2 separate regions of the Zea mays genome follow, and region 2 is linked to region 1. The links are chromatin contacts, called in public Hi-C maps. All regions are on one chromosome and are shown on one strand. Each heading gives the region's core, a stretch centred on a gene start, on an enhancer-like site or on the middle of the called end of the contact. The rest is flanking DNA. Distances are from core to core; before and after follow the strand shown. Region 1 has its middle 68 kb from the start of LOC103650478. Region 2 has its middle 95 kb from the start of LOC103650478.

Evidence for each region. A called contact is a pair of places that touch in the nucleus more often than the background predicts.
Region 2: a contact with region 1 is called in a Hi-C map of ear, with 2.2 times the contacts expected there. The contact joins two enhancer-like sites. A contact is called at or near these places in 2 of 25 Hi-C or Micro-C datasets (ear and leaf).

What each region holds. Positions count from the first base shown.
Region 1 is chr3:120,561,713-120,564,880 of Zm-B73-REFERENCE-NAM-5.0, forward strand. No RefSeq gene overlaps it. Among protein-coding and RNA genes, the nearest start is that of LOC103650478, 68 kb to the right of the region's middle. Within about 2 kb of position 1,554, at least 16 of the 20 cell types and tissues checked have an H3K27ac peak or open chromatin away from gene starts, as enhancers often do. A contact at or near this core is called in ear and leaf, where this site is marked.
Region 2 is chr3:120,725,164-120,728,331 of Zm-B73-REFERENCE-NAM-5.0, forward strand. No RefSeq gene overlaps it. Among protein-coding and RNA genes, the nearest start is that of LOC103650478, 95 kb to the left of the region's middle. Within about 2 kb of position 1,503, at least 17 of the 20 cell types and tissues checked have an H3K27ac peak or open chromatin away from gene starts, as enhancers often do. A contact at or near this core is called in ear and leaf, where this site is marked.

The DNA.
Region 1 (3,168 bases), core at 304-2,803:
TTGTTTGATGGTTGATTTCCCGAAGATAGTATGACTTGGTCGCCAGGGTCGATCTTCGGCACCTTCGTTTCCACTTTCTATGTCAAAATCTTCACTATCATTGGAACTTTCAGATATTCCAGCAAGTGTCCCGCGAGCAATCTTTTTTGTGTTGGTCTCTTCCATGGCTTTGTAAAACCCAGAAAGAGCTAGGTTGTCAACCTTCTTCTCACCAGCCATCAAGTCTTGTTGGAATGCCGAAGCCCACAATTTAATCAAAACTCGGAGGAGTAAGAAAATTAAGAATGATGAACACGGTGCACGCACCTAAAATGGTGCAGCAAATGTTATCAATGTGAGTCCCTATTTACATGCCCAGCGCCTCACGATTTGGTGTGTCCTACATGTCAGTGACTTTCGCTATTCTAGCGAAGGGAAGGTGTTTTTTCGTACCTTCGGCTAAAGGCCTTCGTTCACGTCGCAGTCTAAACTTGTTACGAAGAAACAAATTAACACTGCGAGGGGCTACTGTTGGGGGCCTTCCTCTTCCGAATGTCCTCAAAAACATGACTAATCATATGTTTTCAGTATGACATAGACTGTTACAGGAGGCTTCGGCTTTGGGATGAAGGTTTTCTCTCATGGTAAAGGCATGCGTGATATGAAGATACAACCCGAAGGTGATATGGGTGGACGCCGAAGCTATGGCTGAAGGAGCTTCGACCTAGTATGATGACGAAATCAAGTACGAAACCGACCTAGCAGGGAAAAGACTATTAGTCATTGATAACTCGCAATATGATTAAGAGTAAATATCAAGGACATAAATGTAATTTTGTCCGGGCTGCGTCCCGTGCCTATAAATAGATGAACAATAGCACTGTACTGTTCAGGCTGGATTGTAATCTCTCTCGCGTCATCTTTGCATTCCCATCTTCTGGAGAACCGAAGGTACCTTTGTATTGTAAATATCATTAATGTTGATTCATATATGCGGATATGAATATAAAATAAATTGTGAGGATCTAATCATTGTCTTTCATTCTTTATTATTCTCTCACACTCTTATTCATATTTATATTTATATTCATATTCATATACTGAGATGTTGAAGGTATGTCCTTCATTACCTTCGTCTAAAGATTATTATATCCGAAAGGGAATAATGATTCGAAGAACGAAGGTATTTTACCATTAACAATTGTGTTGTCTTGTTCTTGATCTGAAACATTTGAGAACAGGGACCAACACTTCCTAGATATTAATTTAAGAAGTTTTAAAAAACTTTTATCTAACAGTTATGTAAAATAAATCTCTAAATTAATAAATTTCCTATAAAACACAATTTTATCTCTACATTTATGTACATATATGTGTGTGCGAGACAGTAGTCAGTGTCCGCCTGGCCGGTCCCCTCACGCCCGACGTGAAAGTGGAGCACGTCACTCGACAAGTACTCGAGTATGGCAGATCAGTGTCGTGCATTCATGCCTACCGTGCATGGTGGTGTGCAGTGCATCTCAGTTTAGTCCCACCTTAATTGGAAGCTTTAGATAGCGACGCTAGACCGCTAGACAAGCGTTATAAAAGAAAAGACCATGTCGCGGAGCAAGACGTCAAAGACCAAGGCTCTGAGCTGGTCCACTAGCGCTTGGGTTTGTTGGCTTCATGGGCCTGCTTTTGTTTCGGGTAAATTCCAATAAAACCCTGTTTGTTTCGTTGGAATTGAATTCCATTTTAATAATTATAATTTAGACAAAGCTGATTAAGTTCATATATTTATATATATATAATATATTTGTATATTATCCTAAATTATATGAAAGAGATAGTTATATACTACATTTATGTTATAACGAAGCAAGTAGAAGAGTGTGCTATAAGTTGTACATCGGAAAAATAGCATATAAATCTATAGAATCAATTTTCATCTCTCACCCAATGAATTTGAGATAGGCTTATATGATAACTTTGGAAAGTGCTGGAATGTCACGTTCTAAAAAATAACTTATTCCATTAGTAAGATTTCAATTCTTCAAAATGAAAGGAAACAAACGGGGCCTAATTGTTTTTGGTAAATTCCAATTAAAATCAGTAACTAAAGAAAATGGTCGGTAAAATGCCACACCGGTTTTGATACCTGTTCCAATAAAAATTTCGATTTTGGTATATTTTCCAATAAAAATTGTGATATCGATTTTGTTCGAAAATGGTTACCGGAATTCCGAAAAAATCTATTCCAATAAAAATTCCGATATCGATTCGGTTTTTGAAATACCAATGAATTTGATCGGCAAAATAAAAAATAGTTACCGGAATTCCGAAAAATTCTAAAATCATTTTCATCCCTGCAAGCGTTCACCGGGTTTACTAGGTTATTCTTAGTCAGGATTTTATTTGAGTTTTATCTTTATTTAATGTTCCACTATAAGATGATATGACAAAAAAATAATAAGGAGAAAGATAGAAGAAATTCTGTAGAAGGTGATCGAGAAAGGTTTTATCAGAATACATAGTTTTATCCATACGGATTCAAGTCTTTAATACTCCCTTTGTCCCATATTATATTCGTTTTGGGGTTCTAGTGGGTCATTTGATGTATGTATTTTAAATATATATCTAGATTTATCATTATCATTTATTTAAATATAGATGTAAAAAGAAAGAGTTAAAATAAATATTATTTTGAAACGGAGGGAGTACAGACAGGGGTGATTTCTTGACAACTGCGATTTGCCATTAATAAGCAGCGACGTATATGGCGAGACATGTTAGCGATTGCGCGGGTAGCCCGTGAGCCCACCTAGCCCATCTTGTAGGACGTGGTGAGGGTCCATTTCGGTCTCCAATCTCATCGGACATTAGTCTTGGTATCGACTTGGATTCTAGTTGTTAGAATTCGCTTCTTAGATTGTTTTTTTGTGAAAATCACTTACATCCTGTTTAGATTATTAGAATTGAATTTCATTCTAATAATAATAATTTAAGTATATATCAATTAAGATAATTTGGTTTTATAAAAAATATATTTGTATACTATTATTAGCAAGATGTCGGAGATATTTATGTGCTACATTTTTACTATAGATGAGTGAGACGAAGAGTGTCATGTAAGTTAGAGAGTAGAAATAAATTCTACTAATGCATAAAATCATTTCTCATCCTCCACCCCATGAATTTGAGATAGAC
Region 2 (3,168 bases), core at 253-2,752, 160 kb after region 1:
TTTTGCCAGACTGCTTGGAAAGCATTTCTTCTCATAAACAAAGACCGCAAGCTGGACCTAGGATCTTTGGGCTGATTATCTCAAAATCAGCCCGAAGATCGGGGGCTTGTGGGGGACAGATATCCCCGGGTCCACTAGAAGGATAAAAGACCTCACGAAAGTCCCAAAGGCCCAATAAATCGTAAGGTCACTCCTTCATGGGCCTGGGGAGGAACGACCAGTGAACCAGATCGACATAAGGCCGGGTTGGTGCAAGCCCGGACGACCCCACAGCGTTGAGCAAGCGACCGCAACAGAAGATCCGACTTTCCCGCGCTGGAGCCCCGTACGACGGAACCAGGCGAGGATAAGTCGGCAGAATCATAAGAAGATAGACTAAAACGGTTCACTATCTTTTAGGTGCACATTGTTATCATATCCACATGTATTGCCTCACGGTCGAATATATAAGGCCTAGGGGGCACCCCTTCAGATCGATCGATCCCATTACTCAGCCATCCACTCCATCTCTCTACGCTCTAGCTTCAGAGAGCTACCTTGTAACCCGTTACATAAAGCACACTTGCCAGGACGTAGGGTGTTACGCATCTCAAAGCGGCCCGAACCTGTAAACACTGTCCATTATTCCTCGTGCATCTGGCACGAACCATTTAGCTACAGTCGGCGACACCGTCCTACTCCTAAAAACACCTTGAGGGGCAACCCCGGGTGTGCGGTCGGACCCAAAACACCGACAACATGCTTTTACTTGTGACGAGCATAAAAAGATGAAAGGCAAAAAGAAGGTTGAAAGCACAAGCTCCTCAGGTGAAGAAGAGAAGAATGAAGAAGATGATGATACTAAAGAAGATGATCAACCCTCCATATCAGCCTCCTAAGATGAAGAAACTGTCCAACATGTTGGAAAGGTAATGAGGATGATTCACAAGATTATCTAATGGGTGTGCCCCTGTAGGTCGATGTAACACTCAAAAATCACATTTGGATGAATTAAAGAATTCTCTAAAAGAATTTGAAATAAAATGACTTCTATAAATGGTTTTCTTCCTTTATAAAACATAGCTCTTTAATTTAAATAAATAATAATAAGTAGTAAATGTGGAATTTTGGAAGAACCTTTAAATTTACATTCAAAAGAGTATTTCTTAATGATGTGTGTACTCCACATTTGAAATATATATTTCTAAATAGGAGAATAAAATAATCTTTATAAATATAACTTGCATTCATGTTGGGGTTTTTATTTGAGCACTTAAAAATGCCGTAATAGTTAAGTCTAATTAAATTTAAACTAAAATTTGAATTTGAGTATGAGTTGAAATTGGGAACACAAAATAGAAAAGGAAATACAAAACAGAAAAAGAAAACAAACCTCGGTTTGAGCCCAATCCCCACCGTGGCCCACGAAACCCCTTGTCGCGCGACCCAGCACACCTGTGCTACTTGACCCATTTCTTTGGCGTCACCGGTCACTGACGTAGCGGGGCCCGCCTGTCAGACCCTCCGATGTGTGCGTGGGCACCATGGGAGACACTGGGCTGTGGGCCAGGCTGGTCAGCCGGGCGTCTTCCTCCCTCAACGACCGCTCCCATGAAGTTCGCCACCGCGCGGAGTCCGAGCTGGCCCACCCATGTCGATCCTCTAGCAGCTATAAAACGTGGTGCAGAGGCGATGCCTTCCCTTCTCCTTCACGCACCTAAGGTCAGCGCCAAAGCCGCGGGGCAGGGAGTGCGTCTACATCGGTGCGCAGGAGTCAGAAATCTGCGTTGCCATGGATCCTCATCTTCGTCGGTGCTCGGTGCCTGAGTTCGAGTCGAAAGCTTGCACAGAACCAAAGTGAAGTCGTCCGCGACACTTACAGGCGGAGTCGGCGTCTCTCACGCACCGAATTGCTCACCGGGGCAAAACTTGTCCCGGGACCTGCCCTTTGCGTGAACTGGCTTCTCCTCGTCACCAGCGCCGGTGAGAACTCATCTGGGTCGTTTGCGCTTCCCTTCTTCTCGTATAACACTAGTTAGATTCGAGTTTGGGGCACCAAGGCGCTTGCTCGCGTTTCTCCGGCGAGGGAGTCGCTGTGCGGGCTCTACGCGCTGTCGTGGCGAGCGGAGGGAGGTAGGCGATGCACGCCTGCCATTGGATGTGTGTCGAGCGGCAGAGATTAAATCGTGGGGCTTGACGACCTTGACCGTTGATCCAACCCGCGACGGCCGAAATTAGACCACTTGTGTACCGACTGGGGATGCATATCTGAGCCGCCGATCTCGAATCCTGGGACCGTAGCCGCGTATCGCTTTATAATCTATCTCTAGACGTCAGATCAAGATCTAATGGATCTCTTGCGCCCGTACCTAAAAGGAAAATGTGCCCTTGGGCAATTTCTATAATGTTTTGGTGATTAAGTACCCAACATGTTTAAATTAAGTTCTAATGTGCCAAGTAAAGTGAGAAGTGCAAATCAAAGAAAAAAGTACATTTCTAGACTTAGTACATTGTTTTGAGTACTAATGTATTTTGTCTAAGTGCTAGAAACAGGGAGAAAAGAATTGGAAAAAGAATTGGCTCTGTGCAGCCAACTCCAGCTCGGCTTGGCACACCGGACTGTCCAGTGGTGCACCGGACAGTGTCCGGTGCGCCAAGCTGGTCCGCGTGAAATGGCCGCTCTCGGGACTCGACGGCGGCGTACGACTATAATTCACCGGACTATCCGATGGTGCACCGGACTATCTGGTGAGTAGTCCGCGGCGAACTCGTCACTCTCGAGAAACGGAAAAGGCGACGTGGCTATAATTCACCGGACTGTCCGGTGAGCCAACGGTCGGCCGCGTGATCCGCGGGCGACGTGTGGCCCGCGCCAACGGTCGGAAGGGGCACCGGACTATCAGGCGTGCCAACTGCCCCCGAGGACCAACGGTCGGATGCGCCAGAAAAGGAAGGATATCACGCACCGGACAGCTACAGTGACTATCCGGTGGTGCACCGGACTGTCCGGTGCACCACCCGACAGAAGGCAAGTTTGGCGTTCCAAGATTGGTCTTCAACGGCTCCTAGCTGCCTTGGGGCTATAAAAGGGACCCCTAGGCGCATGGAGGAGTCACCCAAACATTCATTAAGCATCCTAAGACTCCAAGACTCCAACTTCACGCATTCGATTCTTTGTGATAGTGATTT